Linked DNA regions of Sus scrofa: region 2 is linked to region 1. Evidence: chromatin contacts called from public Hi-C data. All regions are on one chromosome and are shown on one strand. Each heading gives the region's core, a stretch centred on a gene start, on an enhancer-like site or on the middle of the called end of the contact. The rest is flanking DNA. Distances are from core to core; before and after follow the strand shown.

The links. Hi-C and Micro-C count contacts between places; a contact is called where the count stands out from the background.
Region 2: a Hi-C map of omental adipose tissue shows a contact between it and region 1, with 1.6 times the contacts expected there. The contact joins two enhancer-like sites. A contact is called at or near these places in 4 of 47 Hi-C or Micro-C datasets (liver, omental adipose tissue and skeletal muscle).

Annotation. Positions count from the first base shown.
Region 1 is chr6:107,591,634-107,595,320 of Sscrofa11.1, reverse strand. No RefSeq gene overlaps it. Among named protein-coding and RNA genes, the nearest start is that of GATA6, 310 kb to the right of the region's middle. Within about 2 kb of position 1,735, at least 11 of the 83 cell types and tissues checked have an H3K27ac peak or open chromatin away from gene starts, as enhancers often do. A contact at or near this core is called in omental adipose tissue, where this site is marked.
Region 2 is chr6:107,758,310-107,761,996 of Sscrofa11.1, reverse strand. All of the region lies in intron 2 of LOC106510680 (a long non-coding RNA gene), which reads left to right. Among named protein-coding and RNA genes, the nearest start is that of RBBP8, 160 kb to the left of the region's middle. Within about 2 kb of position 1,961, at least 12 of the 83 cell types and tissues checked have an H3K27ac peak or open chromatin away from gene starts, as enhancers often do. A contact at or near this core is called in omental adipose tissue, where this site is marked.

The sequences.
Region 1 (3,687 bases), core at 486-2,985:
CCTGTGACATATGGAAGTTCACAGGCTGGGGGTCGAATCAGAGCTACACCACAGCCACAGCAATGCAGGATCCAGCTGCGTCTATGCCAGCTGGATCAGCAATGCCAGATCCCCAACCCACTGAGCAAGGCCAGGGATCGAACCCGCATTTTCATGGACTAGTTGGATTCATTTCTGCTATGCCACAAGGGGAACTCCAAATCCTGTGCTTTTCAAACACTTTATAAGCAGAAGTGTCCTTTCCTCAGGGAAACTTTCTGCAAACTCTGAATATATGTAAAGGAAAGAATAGAGCTTTGGGTATGGACGCCCAGGTCCCCATCTCTTTCTTGGTGGGAGGAGAAGGGTGAGGTCCTCCCATCCAGGCCTCAGAGGCTCTCTGTAGAGCTCAAAACTTTGGATGTCCAGCTGAATAGTTCACAGGAGAGCAAACAGAGACTCAGAGAGGCAGGGACTTGCTCAGGCTCATATACTAACTGGTGGAAAAGCTGGGGCTCTTGAATATCTACCTAAGAGTGTTTGAACACATCATGTCATAATCAGCATTACCAAAAGTGATTAGGGACATAATTGCAAGCATGCCAATACCCCCATAAAGAAGAACTCTCTGAGGATCCTGGAAATTTTAAAACTCAGCAACTGTCAGAGCAGCATCTGTGTTATGATTCAGGAATCTCTGGCTTAATACACTGATGACTCTTCTTGTGAAGACAAATATGACCTTGTTTCTAAACTGCTTTTTAAACTGAGCTATTTTTTGAAAAAGTCTTGTTCATTTCATGCATAATTAAAGAAAAGAAATGATTCCAATAGAGGCAAAAGGAAATGTTTTCACTTGCTTGTTTGGGAAAATGCTTGGGGAACCACAGCACCACTGTCAGGGTGAGCTCACAAAAGTGGTGCACGGAGGTACGAGGGCTCCTCAGTGTGGCCCTGGATGTTTCTGGGAAAATATGTATCAGTCATGATCGTCGAGCTCCAGGGTCCAACCCTAGGTTGCAAAATATTTCCCCTTTTGGACTTCACCTCAGCAATAATTCAACAGTGTGACAACTCAGTAGGAAGTGGACCTTGAACAAGAGTGATAGGTATCTTTAGCTTGCAGGGCTTGCAAAGCTTGCAGGGCTGTGCAGGAAGCTTGGTGGCAGATCAAGTAATCATATCCCGTGGCCTTCCTCTCTCACCAAAGTGATATTTGCATTGTGCAACCCAAGCACATTTCATACAAAATCCTGTTCCCACTTTTTCTCTGAATGGTATTTGGCAACTTTCATTGGTTCCTAACATTTTGTTCTGGTCACAGATAAATCTCCCCTGTCCACTTAATGAGCAAGCTGAATCGCAGACTCTAAGAGCTGGAATTGGCCTCAGAAGTTACCAAATCTGGTCCTGTAGTTTCCTAGCAAAGGAGTCAGAAATAGAGACAGGGAAGTGACCTGACCAAAATCACATGAGTCAACAGCGAATTTGGGACATGAGCACAGCTGTCCTAATATCAAGGACTTTTCCACCCTTCCATGCCACTTCTTTGAAGTTGGCCGCAATACAGTAAGATGAAGTCTTTTCTACCTGGGTCACTGGTGTCTGATCACAAAGGTTCATTGGGGACCTAGGGAAACCCCTCATTAGGCAGACAGTCTGGAGAGGAAGGCAGATATTGAACCAATAATAGCAACTGAATAGGCACATAGTTGCAAGTGTGCAAACAACTCTGTGAAGAAGGATCAGCTGCTGTGGGAGTGTTATCTCCGGGGCTGATAGGGGCTGTTTGTGTCCAGGGTAGGATCTGATTGGCTGGTCCTATGACTTAGCAGTTAAATATGTTGACTCTTACCTTTGGTTATCTCCCAAAGGTGGTTCCCATAATGTGTGGGTTGCTTAAACTATTTGATTCTGCTCCCATGTGTTTCTTCTGCCTGACGAGTCTACCTGGAATCTACCTCCAGGAAGACAGGTACTGTGAAAAGAACTAAGATTCGTACAAACAATTTTAGTCTGTCAATCAAGCTATAAGGGGAGAAGTGACATGGATGTTCAAATTAGCTCTGAGTCCTCTGTGCTTGCGCTCCTCCAGGAAATGGCATGTTGGATATTGGAAGCCTGGTATCCCAGTAATTTAGTAATACAATTCTAAAATTGCTTATGTTTACATCAAAACTAAAGTAGTGATTTCAAATTGCATGGCAATCTGATTTTGAACATTCACCCCTCCTCTTCAACCCTCATCAACACTTTAACAAGCCATTCTTGTTATAATTTCTGCAAATGCAGCCTCTGCAGAGTTAGAAATCCTACCATGAATCTTTCTGGAAAATGAACTATCATGCCTAAATTTCTCATCATCCCAGATGTATGTAAAGAAGCTAGAGTTAAAGGAAATTTCTACACACTAGGCTTCACATTGAAGGGTTAATCACAGGACATTTTTCTGAATCAAAAAGATTTGAGCTTCGGATCTGAATTAGCACCTGAAATTGCTCTCAGCTTGATCTAGCCTCCTCTGTATCTCTTCCCAGTTCACTTTCCATCCTGGGATTCTTCCTTTCCTCCTCTTTTCCTTTGTGTTCATGTGGTTGCCCTGAACCCTTTCCTCATTTTTTCCTTAGTCCCCAAGTTGTTCAAATTTTCTTCTTACACAATGACTCCCCCTTGGTTTTCCCTGGCTTTCTCTAAGCCCAGCATCTTCATGGGTGGCCCTATTGCCTCTCCTTCCACTAGCCAGTCTTTTTCTCCCCTCCTTTCCCCCTCCCCGAATTGTGAGAGCTGCACAAAAGCTGGAACCAGAGGTAGAAGGGGAAAGAGCAAAGCTGCTTGTCCCAGCATTTCCTTCCCCTGGCTGGGTAAGTACCTCAGGGAGAGGGTGCTGAGCTTCCCTGGCAGAGGACAGTGTGTCCAAAGCAAGTTGGCTTTGAGTCAGCATTCAGTTTTGGTCAGTGCTCTCTCTCCGTTGAGAAATTGGGCCAAGTTTGGCCAAAGGCCCATTCAAAGTCCAGTTCTGGAATATGTGTCTATTCTTTCTCTCTATCTACTCTCCCCAGAGAGCCCAGGAGGCCAGACAGGCTGTTCCCACACCGGGACCTCATCAGGGTAGTTTGACATCACTTTTCCTCTCCAGGAAAAGAACTAGAGTTGAACTTTCCTTTAAGCAGATCCAATATAGATTTAGAATTAGAGAATAACATCTCTTTTTACAAAAAGCTTTATCACGGAAGTGTTTTCAGTAGGACACAGCTATGGTACTTTTAAGACATGATTCAATTTACAAATGTTTCTAAGCTTCTTTCAGGAATAGATTCATTGTGTAAAGTAAGACATACTATAAAATCAAGTCCTCGTCCAGCCAAGAGAAGACAGAACCAGCCTGGCCTGATCACTTCGCTTTTGTCTTAAACTCCTACCTCCTATTGTCTCCATCTATTTCTGCCATCTTTTCCTGTTCTTCCCACATGTCTGAAGTGGAACCACAAAATGTTACCAAAGCACTGGAATGTAGCAAAGTAAGCATTCAATATGTATTATTAAAATAACCTGACTTGAATTATACATCCAAATGAATATTGTCCCCTAAAGTAGTCATACTTAATTTATTACTATGATGCTGCTATACTTAAAACCCCATTTTGGAATTTATCTCTTTGAATTGCTTTGGAATTACATCCAGATCCAGTTTATGAGCCAAAATTATAG
Region 2 (3,687 bases), core at 712-3,211, 170 kb before region 1:
TTTTGGTTAGTTGATATTTTAAGTAGCATTCAAGTTCATTTATTTTCTGTCGTAGAAGTTATGTTATTACTAAAATTTTGAAAAGCAATATAGGATCTTTAAGATAGGTAACAATATAAGTGATTTTCTTTTCCAGACACAATCTCTATTATCATTTCAGTGCCTTTGACCTTTATTTTACTGTGTGCAAGTCTATCATGGTTTGAAACCCAGCTTTACATTTTTTGGACATGATTTTGTATAGCAATGACAGGGAGATTGTCTTCTGGTAATTTTGGTATTGTTGGTTTGGGAGGAGTTTTGAGGGTCATGTTAACGTACTGATGTGTGCAAATATACAGGGCAAGTTAATTCAGGTGTAAGAGGCTCGTGGTGCAATCAGAAAACAGGAAAACAGGAGAAGGAGGCTGCCATGAGGAGAGGAGCAGTGGACGGGACTCCCCTGGAGTGCAGATCAGGATCACTGAGAGGGACAGGTCACGCCCTATCCACCTGGGGAATAACATGGTGAGCCAAAAAACCATGAACTTCTACAAAGTGAGAATGAGTAGGTGAGGTCAAGAGAAAGATCATGAGGGAGTTCCTGTTGTGCTCAGTGGGTTAAGAATCCAACTAGTATCCATGAGCCTCCCTCAGTGGGCTAAGGATCTGTGTTTGCCACAAGCTGTGGTGTAGGTTGAAGACACAGCTTGGATCCGGCATCTCTGTGGCTGTGGTATAGGCAGGCAGCTGCAGCTCCAATTTGCCCCCTAGCCTGGGAACTTCCATATGCTGTGGTGAGGCCCTAAAAATGCAAAAAAAAAAAAAAAAAAAAAAAGGAAAAAGAAAAGAAAAAGACCATGAGGACAAAGAAGTTGTAGAACTTACTCTGATTCCCTAAAGATAAAAGATGTGAGATAATCCTGTAAGCCAGAAAAACCTTAGAAGATAGTCAGGCAAGACCTATTACTAGAGAGGAAAAGAAGGTAGGTATGGTCATTTGTTCACTCACTCATCTCATTCCTTCATTCATTCACCTACCCAGAAAGAATGTTTAAGTACCTGCTATAGATTCAGCATGTCCTCGGGTGCTTCTTTTTTGTCCTCCTCTGTAAGGGAGGCATTACAAACCTGCTCAGTGATAGGAGAGCGTGAAGATAGCAACCCATGTATGAATTAAAAAAAAATCCTGGTGTCATCTGTGTTGAGGAACCATAAAGTCAAAGGAAGGATGACAGTCAGGGGAAAATAGGCTTCAAATATGCTAACAATTTGCCTAAGGTGTCTGTGTGTAGAATTCTCATAACCTTATTGCTCAATAAAACATCTGGTCCATAGCCCTGGGAAAGGAGACTCTTGTTGGTGTCCTTCAGTGATGCCTACTTGAGAGAGTCTCTTGGGTTTTACCCTTGCCTGGGCTCAGGGGTGAGTTGTGACTGAATGTGTCCTGTGTGTAGACAGTTCTGGCAAACCTACCTTAACCAAAGGAAGAATCCTCATTTGTTGCTCAAAGGCCTGCTAATTATGATTTGATGAATGTAACTAGCAGGTGAACTATACCACAGCTCATAGCAATGCCAGATCCTTAACCCCCTGAACAAGGCCAGGGATCAAACTGCATCCGCATGGATCCTAGTCGGGTTCGTTAACCGCAGAGACGCGAAGGGAACTCCCGAGGCTAGAAGTCTTTATGATGCCTGGACTATGGCACTAGGAGCTCAGACTCTGAGGGCTGTAGGGAGCCCTCAGCAGCAGAAACGGTCCATATATTTTGTTTCTAAGGGCCCTTCATCAACATTAGGTTGTGGTGTGGAGGAGAAAAGTCAATATGCCTAGAACTGTGCATTGTTCAATTTAATAAACACCTAAGGGATTGAACAGAGGCTGAATAGAAAAGTTTCCAGGTGGCTTTTCCTCTCCAAGTGACTTTTTCTGTGCCTAGTAACCAAATACTTGTGTTGACATCAGGCCAAGGTTTAACTATTAGTCATATATTTTCTAGATAAGTGACACTAGCTGCCCCTTTGGATTTCAAAGACAGAAAAGGATCTTGAATTTGGGATGAGGCCCTGAGGACCTTCTTAAGTAGTGCTGACAAGTCTCCGGATGGGTTAAGGATATTCTTGATATTAGGAACTGAGCAGTCTAGCCCCAACAAGTGTGTGCACGTACTACCAAATCTTATGAGGCCATTTGGTAACAATATATTTTGTTATGTTTTTATGATGTCTTCTTGGGTGGCCAGATTATTAGCCATCAGCAGTAGTCTGGTACTGAGTGATTAAAAACTCCATGGCTTTCATATTAAAACAGAAATTGAAGTCAAACTAGGATCTATTGCCCACCCCCTCCCCTGTCCCCTGCTTACCTATTTCCCTTTCTCTCTTGGTCGCTAGCCCTATTTACCTTGTGTCTTATAGGTAATGAGATTTGAATGGCTGTGCCTACTGTAGTCTGTGTTTCGGCATGAGTGTCTGGAAGTTTGTATAAGATTTAGATCTTCTTACAAATAAGGCCTGCAGTGTTCTTTTCAGGATTTGGGGGAAGAAAGGACCAATACTGCCGTGAAGATTATCCAGCTCCCTTCCCCACTCACCTACAGGTCCCTACCTAGTGACCAAATGACTTACAAATGAGCTATGAAGAGACTTGTCCTGTGAGAGGTTTTAAAGTATATATAAGGATATTTTGCAAGAGCAGCAGTACAGAAACAAGTTCAAAAGGACAGAGGAAAAATGCTCCAAATCTGTGGCAAACAAGATTTCACTGAAATTTACAGGATTCCTTGGATATGTCGTTGATTCATGCACTGATTTCCCAACACTTTGAAACTATTTCAAGTAGTGTTTAGGGAAACAAAACTTTTCTCTGTAATAAAAAATAAATTATTCTACTTTTATAGACAAACTGAAGATGACTATTGCTTAAGTTTGTTTTTTTAAGCTGAATGCTTTTTTTTTTTTTTAAACTGGGGGGAATAGTTAAAAGAAACAACAGATTTTTCTCTCTTTCTTTCTCTCTTCACCACCCCCGTCTATTTTAACTGAAAATGAAAAACACACTTTGTGATTTAGCCAAAGGAAGTTAAGGATGAGTCTTTGGGGAGAGGAAGTAGTGCAACTGGTTATCATGTTAACCTTCCATTATAGGAGTTGGGCTCAGAGCTGGATTTGCTGCTTACAGCAAATGAACAGAACCTGAATGGTTAACATCCCACATCTACCCTACTCCTCAGCTAGCATCCTCATCCTTCACACATACTAAATACCTAGAGTGACTGGAGATAAAAGTCAGGTTATTAGATATGAAATGGCCTCCTCCTTTATTCCCCTTCTGTAAATGTCTGTATAGTTAACTATGACCACAAGCCACCTTAAAATTGAACTTCTATATCAGTGTTTTTAGACTCTCTCTTTTCTTGGTCTCTGCCTCAATTTCCCTATCTGTTAATGGAAAGAATAAAAGGCCCTGAGGGGGGCATTAAGAGTACAAGATAATCATAATTTTAGTGCGGCATGGAAGTCAGGATGTGGGTTAAGTGGTAGGAAAGGTCAGATACTGTCTATGTTTTAAAAAATAATGGCAACAAAATTTTTACTGATAGATTAAAGAACATTGTGAGAAAAAGAGGTGTTTCAGATGACTCTAATATTTTTGTGTTTGGCAACTGGAAGATTGGGATTGCTCTTTTCTGAGATGCAAAAAACT